3 separate regions of the Mus musculus genome follow, and all the other regions are linked to region 2. The links are chromatin contacts, called in public HiChIP or PLAC-seq maps. All regions are on one chromosome and are shown on one strand. Each heading gives the region's core, a stretch centred on a gene start, on an enhancer-like site or on the middle of the called end of the contact. The rest is flanking DNA. Distances are from core to core; before and after follow the strand shown. Region 1 holds the start of Wdr5b (WD repeat domain 5B). Region 2 holds the start of Poglut1 (protein O-glucosyltransferase 1). Region 3 holds the start of Hspbap1 (Hspb associated protein 1).

Region 1 (4,091 bases), core at 1,111-3,610, 2.5 Mb before region 2:
GTTTTGTTACTGTACGTCCACCTGAGGTGGGAGCCCAGTGGCTAGGCTGTTGAGGTTTCCGGTTTTCACATATTATATATATTGCAGAAGAATGCTTTTTTTATTCCTCTAGGCTTATAAAACAAATGAAAAGAAAAAGTTGGTATATTCTTTACTCTGACAGTTTCACTCCTTGTGAGGTTTACTGGCCCAGTATTTTTGTGAAAAGAACTTTAAATCAAAACAGCTTCAGTTTCTGTGAACTCTTGTTTCATATCCAATACAAAAATTGTGGACTCTATAGATTTACTACAAAGCTTGAATGATTTTTTGTCTACTATTCACCTCCGTATGGGTGTGTGTGTGTGTGTGTGTTTGTGTGTGTGTGTGTGACAGTATTTTTAGGTGAGGTTCTCATGAAGCCCAGGCTAGCTTTAACTCCTTTGTAGCTGTTAAGTTTGAACTGGCCCCCCATGCTTCCAATGCGGAGTGGTGAAATTATAGGTAGGCACCACCACACGCAACTCTTGAGTGCTGCTGAGAGCCGAATTTGCAGCTTTGAGAATTTTAGGCAAATATTCTGCTTTTTGATCCATAATTCCAACTTGACCCACATTTGAAAATTACAGAGTATACATGCTCGTTTGTGATTGCAGTGTTTGCAGAGTGTTTACACATCTCTACCCATATTCCCTTAGCCCAAGCAAGTCAGTGAAGTCCAGAACAGGGACTGTAATAAGGAACACTGGCTTTCAACAATTTGAACTATGTAGGTAAGGAGAAATAAAACACAAAAGACCAGTGTTGAGGACAAAATAGTGCAGGGCTCGGGGGGAGTGGTGTGGGCAGCAAGCTATAAGCATGTGGTTTTACAAGGATAGCACGATATGTGTGTGTGTGTGTGTGCGTGCGCGCGCGCGCGCGGGAGCGCAGCTTTTTAAAGCTACTCAGTTACAGGCGGTGCTCAGTCCTTCCTGTTTAGTCTGAATAGGTTTTCCAGATTGGGTAGAGGCTTGGGAACTGGATTTCTACTCCCAAAAGCTGCTTTGAGGAAACCAGTTAAAACAGTCCAGATAGGAGTAATCTTCGAAGACCATATAAGTCTGGCACATGTTTCTTTTTTTTTTTTTAAATGGTTTTTTAAAGGAGAAACAGATTTTTGATTTTTTTTTTTTTCAGTGAACAAAGCAAAACCTAGAGGTCCCCTTACGCGAAGGGTAGCTTGTTGTAAAAGGAAGAAATGCGGGCTGGTGAGATGGCTCAGTGGTTGAGAGCACCCGGAGTTCAAATCCCAGCAACCATATGGTGGCTCACAACCATCTGTAAGAAGATCTGATGCCCTCTTCTGTAGTGTCTGAAGACAGCTACAGTGTACTTACATATTATAAATAAATCTTTTTTTTTTTTTTTTTTAAAGGAAGACATGCTACTGCTTAGGAGCTCAGGATCCTGCTCTGCTTGCTGCCATTTAGGATTACTATTTCCTGGTGAACACTGTCACCAAATCTCCTTCCTGAGAGCTAAGCAGATCCTAGTAATTTGTTAGGACAGTTTGTTAATATTAGACCATGAGTAACGACAAACAGTTTTACTTACAGCCTTTTCTTTTTGGGAGTCCCCAATGCTATTTATACACAAGGTATCCTACACATCAAAAAGTGCGTTTTACCCTTCAAAGTTCAAGTCATGTCTTAATCCTACCAACGTACCAAGTCTGCGCATCTTTTGTCCCTCGTGCTTGTGTGTGTAGTGAACTAAAGGTCCATCACCATCCTGGTTTAGCTCCTAGGTTGTACCCATTATATCCTTTTGGTTTTCTAGTCATTAGAAAAATATATATTTACTTGAAATAAAGCCTAAAATTTGTTATTCAATGTGCTTTAGGTGAGTTAATAAAAATGGAAAGTTTTTGAATTGATGATATAATCTCTATATCAGAAGTCACCGTAGTCCAGGCTTCAGATGTAGTTCAGTGGTTAAGATCATTGGCAGTTCTCCAGAGGACCTTCCAGCACCTACAGGCAGCTCACAACCATCTGTAACTCCATTTCCAGGATGATGGGACTCCTGACCCTGAGGGTAGGTATTGCATTCGCAAAGTACACACACAGGCAGCTATTATTATTATAATCTTGGCAGCTAAACTCAGTCGGGGTGGGTGTGGACAGAGGTACCCTCAATATGCACAGCCTTCATGAAGTGCCTGCTGCGCCCTTTCCTGCACCCAGCTCTCTCAGGGAAAAAAACCGGGTTCAGTGTCAACTTCCTGTCCTGGAGAACCGGAAGAAAATGCATGTCTCCTTCGGCGCGTGCGCAGCCTGGCAGGATGCGTACCTAGCGTCGTCCTGGGCTCTACTTGAGCCTCTCATAAATCCTGTTTTGTGTGACGTCATCTGTTGCTTGAGGTTCCCAGACATTTTGGAGCTGCGGAGGGCGTGGAAGAGGAAAGGTGCAGCCCCGAACCCCCGCGGATCGGCCTAGTCCTTTGACAGCATCTGACACGAGTACGGATCCCAGGATCACTGTGATCCGTGATGCTATAGAAGAAAGCAAGACGGGGAGTGGTTCAAACTTCGTTGCTGACTGGGAACGGACCTTATAGAGGAGCCCATGTTACAATCAAAACCATCCGCCTTCCAACCGCAAGTTTTAACTTCTGTAAGTTTCAGGGCGGGAAGCCCGCGCAAATTATAGAGCCGGATCTATGGCGACCGAGCATCTGCCAGCAGAGAGAGCACAGTCACTTCTCTCTGCCCCCCGGCGCGAGGAAGAGCCGCAGAAACCCAACTATGCTCTCAGACTTACTCTTGCGGGGCACTCGGCGGCCATATCATCAGTTAAATTTAGTCCTAATGGCGAATGGCTAGCGAGTTCTGCAGCTGATGCACTAATTATAATTTGGGGAGCATACGATGGGAATTGTAAGAAAACACTCTATGGTCACAGTCTGGAAATATCAGATGTTGCCTGGTCTTCAGATTCTAGTCGTCTAGTTTCAGCCTCAGATGATAAGACTCTAAAGGTATGGGATATGAGATCTGGAAAATGTCTGAAAACACTGAAGGGGCACAGCGATTTCGTCTTCTGTTGTGACTTCAACCCACCATCCAACCTCATCGTTTCGGGCTCTTTTGATGAGAGTGTGAAAATATGGGAAGTAAAAACAGGAAAATGCCTCAAGACTTTGTCTGCACATTCGGACCCCATTTCTGCCGTAAATTTTAATTGTAATGGGTCCTTGATAGTGTCCGGGAGCTATGATGGGCTTTGTAGAATTTGGGATGCTGCGTCAGGCCAGTGTTTAAGGACACTTGCTGATGAAGGCAACCCTCCAGTGTCTTTTGTAAAATTTTCTCCAAATGGTAAATACATTCTCACTGCAACTTTGGACAATACTCTTAAACTGTGGGATTACAGCAGGGGCAGATGCCTGAAGACATACACTGGTCATAAGAATGAGAAATACTGCCTATTTGCCAGTTTCTCGGTTACTGGTAGAAAGTGGGTTGTGTCTGGTTCAGAGGACAACATGGTTTACATCTGGAATCTTCAGACTAAAGAGATTGTACAGAGGTTGCAAGGTCACACAGATGTGGTGATCTCAGCAGCCTGTCACCCTACAAAAAACATCATCGCATCAGCAGCACTAGAAAATGACAAGACAATTAAAGTGTGGTCGAGTGACTGCTGAAGTCTCTGGCAGGCGATGAGGAAAGCCAAGTTAGACACAAAATCCAAAGGATGGTCTCTCTGGATTCTGGCAAAGCTTAAACTGTCCTTGAGTCTGAATCATCTTACTTTGCAAAGTGAGACCCTTGTAAAAACAGGTCTAGGACTTAGGGCTTGTGAATCCTAGTCTTGAGGCCTGCTAGGAATCTCCTGTGCTCACCCCTGGACAGAGCCTCATTCTTTCACTGGCTTTCCCAGGGGGGTAAGGTTTTTGGAATATCTGGAAAGGTGACACAACAGGATGACCCAGGGGAGGAGGGACGTGTAGCCTCTGGTTTGGGAGGTCATTAAGGGCAGTGACATTAGGGAGGCAATGAGAGGATTGGAGACATTTTACATGTCACTTGTATATTTTTGTTATTCAATATGATTGGGCATCAAAT
Region 2 (4,463 bases), core at 1,694-4,193:
TGGAAGCCAGACATGGTGGCACACACCTTTAATCCTAGCACTACGGAGGGGTAAACAGAACTCTGAGTTCAAGGCCAGCCTGGTCTAGTAGCAAGTTCTAAGCCAACTAAAGCTACATAATGAAATGCTGTCTCAAATAAATCAGTAATTTAATTAATTAAAATATCATTTAAACGTATGGGAAACGAAACCAAAAGACATTACTTAGCCTAGTTATTCTGGGAATTTAGCCCACATGTGTACATGAATGTACATGACCAGCACATTCTAAGGTGTATGGATAAGAATGCTCACTACAGAGCTGACGACTGCTCTCCCAGAGGTTGTGAGTTCAAATCCCAGCCACTCCTGTGATTTGGGGGCTGGTGAGATGGCTCAGCGGGTAAGAGCACTGACTGCTCTTCCGAAGGTCCTGCGGTCAATCCCAGCACCACATAGTGACTCCCAACCATTTATAACCAGATCTGATGCCCTCTTCTGGTGCATCTAAAGACAGCTACAGTGTACTTATGTATAATAATAAATAAATCTTTGGGCTGGAGCAAGCAGTGACTGAGAGATTGGGGTTGACTGGGGTTGACCGAGGTTGACCGGAGCGAGCAGAGGTCCTAAATTCAATTCCCAACAACCACATGAAGGCTCACAACCATCTGTACAGCTACAGTGTACTTATATACATAAAGTAAATAAATAAATCTTTTTTTTTTAAAGCATGCTCACTCCAGCAATGGCCATATTAGTTGAATTTTGCAGGGGTGTTGTAAGGAGTAATTTAAATATTCTGCTAGAGGACTAAATGAAGAAATCTGTACAATGAGTAATTACTATGAGGCCATGAAAGCAGGCCTGGCCCACAACGGACACTCCTAAATCCCTCTGCTTCACTTCCCCCTGAGCCCACATCCCCCTGCCAGGTTTCATCAGCCTGTTCCCCACAGCTTGTGGCAACAGGCAAAGAAGAGAAGGGACAGAGCCTAAGCCATCATAGCTAATGATGTACACTAGGCTTACAGAAAATGGCTGGCATACCAAAAAGAAAAAAAACAAATTCCTGTAGCTGGTTCCTAGGAGTGTGATCAAGTCAGCCTCCGTGTACTAACAGTGTTAGAGGACCCCAGAGGATACCTGGAGGGAAACATGCAGTCATCTTCCCTGAATAACCGGTTCTTAATGATCTGGTAGTGGGTTCCTAGCTTCCGCCTGACCACCTCAGCCATCATCTTCCTGGAGATCCCACCTCGGAAAGGAGTCAGGTCCTCTTCTATGACGCTGTGCAAGAACAATGGAAAACATCGAGCCAAAGCAGGCCACGAGGTTGAGGACGCCATCCCATCTATCCCCAAGAGTTTTGTTTAGAGGATACACTAAGCAGGGGGGAGAGCAGGGGATAGGAACGAGCCACTCTTCCACAAGAGCACCATGGATAACTGAGAAATATCAAACTTGGGAGCATAGGCTGCAGTCACCAGGGAGCAAATCACATCCCTTCTCAACTTCAGCACAGAGTGAGTTTCAGTATCATCAGCATCTTTGAGGGATCAAATAAAAAATGAAGAGCTAGGACTGCTATTTAGCTGATGGACTATCAGAGGGGTTACGTGGCTTGCCCTGAGGGGTAGTCGGCCTGCTTTCAATGTACTGAACTAACCCTGCCCAAACGTGCATACCTTAAAGATAAAAACCAAGAGGAAATACTGATTAGATGATAAACATGCTCGTTCCTTTTCATGTGCAGTTGCAGACAACTAGCACCAGAGAGAATAATAACAAGACATGAACTCTGGACCTAAGAAGCTTTCAAGAGAAATAGAAGAAATAGAAAGCACATGTTGCTAAAATACCATAGGGAACAGAGGCAATGTGGAGAACACCGAGCCTCTCCCATCCCAGAGCATTTCCATACATTACGAGAGCCATCTAAGGTCTCAAGACATGCTTAGATCACTAATAACTGCCATCAAGATCTCTCAAGGGACTTAGCGAAGGTCCCTACAAGAATCCAGCTCTCAGAGACACACCAAGGAACTCACCCGTGATAGCAGCTGCAGTTTTGACTTGAACATGGTTCATAATTCTCCAAAGCCCTGTTAATTTGGTCAAGAAATACTTTCCATTTTGAGCCTTCAAAAAGTGAAGGAAATGAGAGTTAACAGAATAAATGCCCTTGGCATTCGTATTTGCCAAGCACCAGGCAGAAGCAACAGAAGACCAACACTTGGAGAAATCCCCTTCCTTTCCCAGTAGTGGAAATGCCAAGAACGATTCTTTGTGTAACTTGTCGGGGCTTGAGTCAAGTCTGTTCCTCTACCTGCGCCATCAGGTATCTAAGAAATTGGAAAAGTCACAAGCTATTAATGTTTGGCCTTCAGTAGGTTATGGAGACACCGGACTTCGACATGGATTCTCACCTAATCAAACTGAACCCCATCGAGACAATCAACGCAAACTCAAATCCTCCCTCATCTGTTTTGTCCTAATAGCTAGCAAGTGCCTCCCACCCTCCTCTGGGGAAGCACGGAACAGCGTTCTGCTGTAAACAGGGAACATCCCTCTCTTCCTACCATCCCCAATTCTGGAGGATGGGGGTTACTCTCTGGGATCCAGGACCAGAAGAAGAGGCCCACCAAACACCTAGGCTCGCCCCCGCCCGCTGTCCAGCTCGCGTTGCAGCCGCACAGCATCCTCCGCGCGCCGGGGGCCACAGCGAGCACCCAGGGACCCGAGCGGACCCCGAGCCGCGGCGGTAAGCTCGGCCCCGCCCGGAGCCCACCTGAGTCCTTCTGGCGGCCCTGCACCGGGCACAGGAGCAGTAACAGCATCCATGCCCTAAGCCGAGAGCCCGCCCGACGCTCCATCACCCGCAGACCACTGCGGATTCCCACCCGCACGCCGGCGGAAGCGCCGCCCAGCAGAAGGATGGCGGCGGACGCCACGGCACGTGGGAGCTGCCCTACACAAAGATGGCTGCCGAGCCCGCCCCTAGGCCTCCGGGAGCCTGGCATGGGAAATAAGGCAGCAGGAAGCCCATTCGGGTGGCACATTTAATAATGGTCAGTTCTGTGACAAACCGAAGGTTGGAGGTAGTTTGTTTTGTGCTTCAGCTATACACAGAGCTTAGGTTAAATCATTCCTTGGCTAGGTCACTCCAGAACACCAAACTACTTATTTATTGATCGTATTGAACGGATGTCCCCAAAAGGTTGCACAGGTCCATTTATAATAGGAATTTCTAGCAATATAACACAAATAGGCCGTGTTAAACAAGCCCTTGTTTTGTACTGAGGTTTGTGATAGGCTGCAAAAGACCATACCAAACCAGATTATCAATAAACAAATTGGATGCCAGGCAGTGGTGGCGCATGCCTTTAATCCCAGCACTTGGGAGGCAGAGGCAGGCGGAAATCTGAGTTCGAGACCAGCCTGGTCTACAGAGTGAGTTCCAGGACAGCCAAGGCTATACAGAGAAACCCTGTCTCAAAAAAACAAACAAACAAAAAGCAAATTGGACGTTTTTTAAAGCTATGTATCATTATCATTAAATTCTTTTATTCTTGGACTGGAGAGATGGCTCAGCGGTTAAGATCACTGACTGCTCTTCCAAAGGTGTTGAGTTCAAATCCCTGCAACCACGTGGTGGCTTACAACCTGGTGCGTCTGAAGACAGCTGTAGTGTACTTAGATATAATAATAAGTAAAACTTTTTAAAACATTCTTTTATCCTTGAGATAGAGTGTTATAGTATAGCTCAGACTGGTCTCCAACCCATAATCCTCTTGCCTCAGCTTCTAAAGTTTGTAGGTACCAGAGCTTGCCAAACACTAACTGAACTTCAGAACTTCGAACGTGCAAACAACAAACCAGGAGCCTCACAGCAACTGATCCAAAAATAGACCAGAAAGGACTGGAGAGATGGCTTAGTATTTTAGAGCACACACTGATCTTGCAGAGGACTTGAGTTGATTTTTTTAAAATTATTATTGGATATTTTCTTTATTTACATTTCAAATGTTTTCCCCTGGGTCTTCCCTCACCTCCGGAAACCCCCTATCCTATTCCCCCTTCCCAGGGCCTCTATGACAGTGCTCCCCAACCTACCCACCCACTCACCCACTCCTGTCCTCTGCCCTGGCATTCCCCTACCCTGGGGCATCGAAAACCCTCAGGCCCAAGGGTCTCTCCTCCCACTGATGCCAACAAGGGACATATTCGGCCAGAACCAATATGTCCCTCCATGTGTACTCTTTGGTTGGTCATCCAGTCCCCAGGAGCTCCAGTGGAGGAAGGGTGTCTGGCCAGTTGACACTATTGCTCCCTCTACAGGGCTGCAAAACCCCTCAGCTCCTTCAGTCCCTTCTCCAACTCCTCCATCAGGGACCTCAAGCTCAGTCCAATGGTTGGCTTCGAGCATCCTCCTCTGTATTTGTCAGGCTCTGTCAGAGCCTCTCAGGAGACAGCCATATCAG
Region 3 (4,097 bases), core at 444-2,943, 2.8 Mb before region 2:
CACAAAACATCAATACTTGGAAAGCATCCTCCGTATTTGTCGCTTTGGGGACAGAGGGTTCCCGAGTAAGGAATGGGATGCCAGCTACACTGGGTCACCTCACACAACCCCTAGACCAAGCCCAGGGAGACACAGGCAGGCCCGGATCCTGGCAGGCGCCAACTCCCAGAGAAGGGACACGCCCGCAGGCGTCCCGGACCCCTTACCTCTCTTGTCCAGCAGCCACATGAACGCGAAGCAGGGCAGGAAGCCTATGGGCCCCCAGAGGACCAGGAGCGCGATGTCCCATCCGGAGAAGCCATAGGCCTGGCGCGCCGAGTTCTGGATGGGGCCCCAGGTGTTCCAGACCAGGCCCTGGGCGAACGCGAGGAGCGAGAAGAGCAGCAGCACCAGCCAGCGGCGCCCGTACACCCTCCCGGGGTTCGGGCCCGCCGCAGGCAGCACGGCCGTCGCCTCCCGGCCCCTGCGCGCAGCCCCCGGCGCAGGCCCGAGCCCCGGCCCCAGCAGCGGCTGCCGCTCCTCCTCCTCGCTGCTCCAACCCGAGCCCATGGCGACGCCGCCCGCCGGCCCTGCCCGACGCGTCCCGGTGGCCGCAGACCAGCCGGGAGCTGACTGGGCGGGTGGAGCGGGAGCCGGAGCCGGAGCTGCTCTAGTCCTCGGCCTCCCGGGCGCGTCTGCTGCGCCTGCGCCGCCCGAGCCCGAGGGGAGGAGGCGAGGCGGGGTCCACCCTGCTCGCTGGGAACCCAGGAATGCCCCGGGGAGAAGCCCGGGACCCTACGAGTGGAAAGGGTAGAAGATCGCGGCCGGCTGGGAGACTGGAGCGAAGTAGGCTGAGTCAGTCACTCGCGGGTTGCTTGGAGGAAGTGCCCAAGTTTACATCACGTGCCTAATAAACAACTCGCTGACCTCGGGTCACTTATCCCAATGCTTGGGTCTATATTAGGCTTACTTTTGTTTTTATTGGGTTTCTAACTGCAGAAATTATAGACGGCAGGATACTGAAGTTTAGGAAGGTCTCAGGGTATTGTTTCATGAAGACCATTTGGTTTTGTATGTGTCTTACGCATCCAGTGAGATTATAAACTAGCCAATTTTCCTTCATACATATAAAGAGTTTTTTCTACCCATTTTGTTTGTCATGCAAACGGGTAAATAATATGGATTGTGTTAAAGTTGGAAGACAGTGACCTAGATCTCTCTCTTGGTATGTTAGCCAGACTAAATAAACGGCAAAAGCTGGAGATTGTGCATCTCTTGACCACATAGACATAGACATTCATTTGTTCAAATGCACAAATCCAGAACTCTGACAGCTGCCTGTGTCCTTGAAAACTAGTCATTTGCTGACATATCTGGCTCAGCAAATGAGTCACAGGGAACGCCTTCAAGGGGTTCGTATTCCCAGGCAGTCACGAAAACCAGCTGGAATGGCACTGATGCCAAGGGAACCAACAAGGTGGAAGAGTAGGCACGCCAGCCCCGGGGTCTCCTAAATCGCGAGTCCGACTGAGAGAAAGCCAAGGCGAAGATGGAGGATCCGACTAGAGAAGGAAGAGAAACAGCAGACGCTAAGGGTGGAAGAAAGGAGCCACAGCCCAGCCCACGTGCTCGCCGCCTTTCAGCTTCCAAAGAGCAAAACAAACCGGCGTGGCCACGCCCAGCGCCGTCACGTGACCGCGGCGGCGCCGGTTCCGGCAGAGGCGGAGGATCCTTCCTGTGTGGAAGCCGCAGATCCCGGTGAGCCCTCTCACCTGGCGCTCTCTCCATCCTCGGCGCGATAACCATGGCAGCAGGCTGCGAGGGCATCGCGCCCCCGACCCTGGGCGAGAGAACTGTGGGGGAGGAAGGTAGGTGCGAGCCAGGGACGCCGAAGTGCCTCCGAGCGGTGCGGATGGGCGCGGCTCCATCCCAAGTCTCGCCCGCGGCGTGTTAGGCCTGGGAGAAAGTGACTTTTTAGAGCATGTGGCTTCTTAACGTCGTGCGGATCAGTTTTCTGATCTATCGGGACAAGTACCACTGTGGAGTAAGAAGTTCCTCTGAGGACTCCAGGATCGCTGGCCTCTGAGGGAATTTTGTGGCAATTCTCTTGTCTCTGTTGGGATTCCAGGTGTATGCGACCATAACTTTTTATGGAGGTCTCTGGGGAGTTCGCCAGACTTGTGCACCAGGGGTTTTTACTTGACAGTCCATCTCTCCTGTCCCAAATCATTCTCTCATTTTTTAAAAAACCAATTTATCTTCCTGATAATGTGTCCTGTATCCTATTTTATGCCTCTCTTATCCACCATTCAACAGCAAAAGTGACACGTAAGATTCTTTAATAATTTGTATTGGACTTAGAACCTCCACTAAAATCCAAGCTCCAAAAACCGTGACCTACACAAAAATTTAATTTGGGGTCTGTTGTGTTTTATAAAAATAAGGAGAATATGTTTGGTGGATGTGTAGTCAGGTGTTGGGGAAGGGGGTGCCTCCGCTCCGCGGGCCCATGCTGAGGCATCCCTTCCCCTTGAGGGACCAGCCACACAAAGGTATAGTAGAGAATAGAGTTTCTTCAGGGTATGGGAGCGGAGTTGAGCGAGTAAAGGCAGAGAGAGAAGAGGAGTAGAGGCCGGCCATGAGCACGTGGAGGGGGGAGGGGAATGGAGAAAGGTTAAGGAGCAAGGGCAAGAGAGCAAGAGAAAGAGGAGGGGCAATCAGCCCCTTTTACCATGAGTCAGACACCTGGCTGTTGCCAGGTAACTGTGGGGCGGAGCCTGGAGAAAATGCCCACTGGGTCTGTTGAGGTCTCTAAGCATCTCTTCTGTTTGTACATTCTTAAACATTTTTAATTAGCCATAAAATGTGGGTTTCGTACGTTCTTGACTGGTCGATTCCCTTTCCATCATACTTGTACCCATCTTGCAGGTTCCAAATATCTCTAACCCTTGCATATTCTACTAGATGTTAAGCGCTTTGTGGAAATAACCTGTGGTGGTTTGAATAAAAACGGCCCCATAGGCTCATCTACTTAAATGTTTGGTCCCCAGTTGGTGGAAATCTGGGAAGGATTAGAAAATGGCCTTGCTGGAGGTGTGTCACTAGGGGTAGTAGGCTTTGAGGTTTCAAAAGCCCGTGCCATTCTCAGCGCTCTCCACTGCCTGCTTGTGGACCAAAATGTAAGTTTTCAGCTATTGCTACAACTTCATGCTTGCCTGACTATTGCTATGCTCCCTGCCATGATGGATCATGGATGCTAACTGTCTTAGAGTTATCATTTCTATGAAGAGACACCACGACCAAGGTAACTGTAATAAAAGGAAACATTTATTTGGGGCTGGCTTACAGTTTCAAAGGTTTAGACCATTATCATCATGGTAGGAAGTATGGCAGCCTTTAGGCAGGCATGGTGCTGGAGGAGCTGAAAGTTCTACAGCTTGATCCCGAAGAGAGTCAGGAGGAGACTCTCTTCCACACTGGGCAGAACTTTGAACCCTAGAAGATTTCAAAGCCCGCCTACACAGTGACATACTTCCTTCAACAAGGCCGTATCAGGTAAACTCTTGCTTCATAAGTTGCCTTGGTAATGGCATCCTTACAAAACTAAGACCGAAGTTGGTACTAGGGGAAGGGTATTTCTGTGACAGACCTGACCACACTAGTTTTGGGGGAATGTAGAAGACTTTGGGACTTTGTGTGTGTAATCGTGGCATTAGGAAAGTAATAAGACATTTCATTTACCACTGTGTGTCCAGTAGCACATAACAGTATCAGGCATGTAATAAGTATGCTGAGTGAATGAATAAGGGGTCCCAGCCAGGTAAGGTATTGCATACCTGTACCCCATAACATAAGAGAGTGGATGAGGAACTCAAGGTCGTTTTTGGCCACATAGCAAGTTTGAGGCCAGCCTAGACATAAACCTTCTCTCAAAGAAAATGAAGAAGGGGCCAGTGAGATAGTGGGTAAAGTGCTTACCCTGCATGGCTGGCAACCTGAGTTTGAACACCCACCCATGCCAGAACACACGCACAGTGGGTTGGCCTAAGGCTGCCTCTATTCTCATACTAAGTGCTGGCTAAATGGAGTCAGCACATAGACCCAGATGCCTGCAGCCA

What was found. HiChIP or PLAC-seq counts read pairs in DNA pulled down with a chosen protein or histone mark.
Region 1: a contact with region 2 is called in an H3K27ac HiChIP or PLAC-seq map of bone marrow-derived dendritic cells, with 6 times the contacts expected there. The contact joins the promoter of Wdr5b here to the promoter of Poglut1 in region 2. A contact is called at or near these places in 1 of 39 promoter capture datasets (pre-B cells), 1 of 115 datasets of contacts at active chromatin or transcription factors (bone marrow-derived dendritic cells) and 1 of 9 other capture datasets (adipose tissue).
Region 3: an H3K27ac HiChIP or PLAC-seq map of bone marrow-derived dendritic cells shows a contact between it and region 2, with 5 times the contacts expected there. The contact joins the promoter of Hspbap1 here to the promoter of Poglut1 in region 2. A contact is called at or near these places in 1 of 39 promoter capture datasets (cranial neural crest) and 1 of 115 datasets of contacts at active chromatin or transcription factors (bone marrow-derived dendritic cells).

Annotation. Positions count from the first base shown.
Region 1 is chr16:36,038,830-36,042,920 of GRCm38.p6, forward strand. It overlaps Wdr5b (WD repeat domain 5B), which reads left to right and starts at 2,361. Exons shown (of 1, transcript NM_027113.2): 1 at 2,361-4,091. The coding sequence starts at 2,684. The coding sequence ends at 3,670.
Region 2 is chr16:38,547,313-38,551,775 of GRCm38.p6, forward strand. Poglut1 (protein O-glucosyltransferase 1) reads right to left here and starts at 2,944. Exons shown (of 11, transcript NM_172380.4): 1 at 2,771-2,944; 2 at 2,031-2,121; 3 at 1,126-1,269. The coding sequence starts at 2,855.
Region 3 is chr16:35,768,693-35,772,789 of GRCm38.p6, forward strand. Hspbap1 (Hspb associated protein 1) reads left to right here and starts at 1,694. Exons shown (of 8, transcript NM_175111.3): 1 at 1,694-1,847. The coding sequence starts at 1,784. Slc49a4 (solute carrier family 49 member 4) reads right to left here and starts at 678. Exons shown (of 9, transcript NM_153550.4): 1 at 207-678. The coding sequence starts at 549.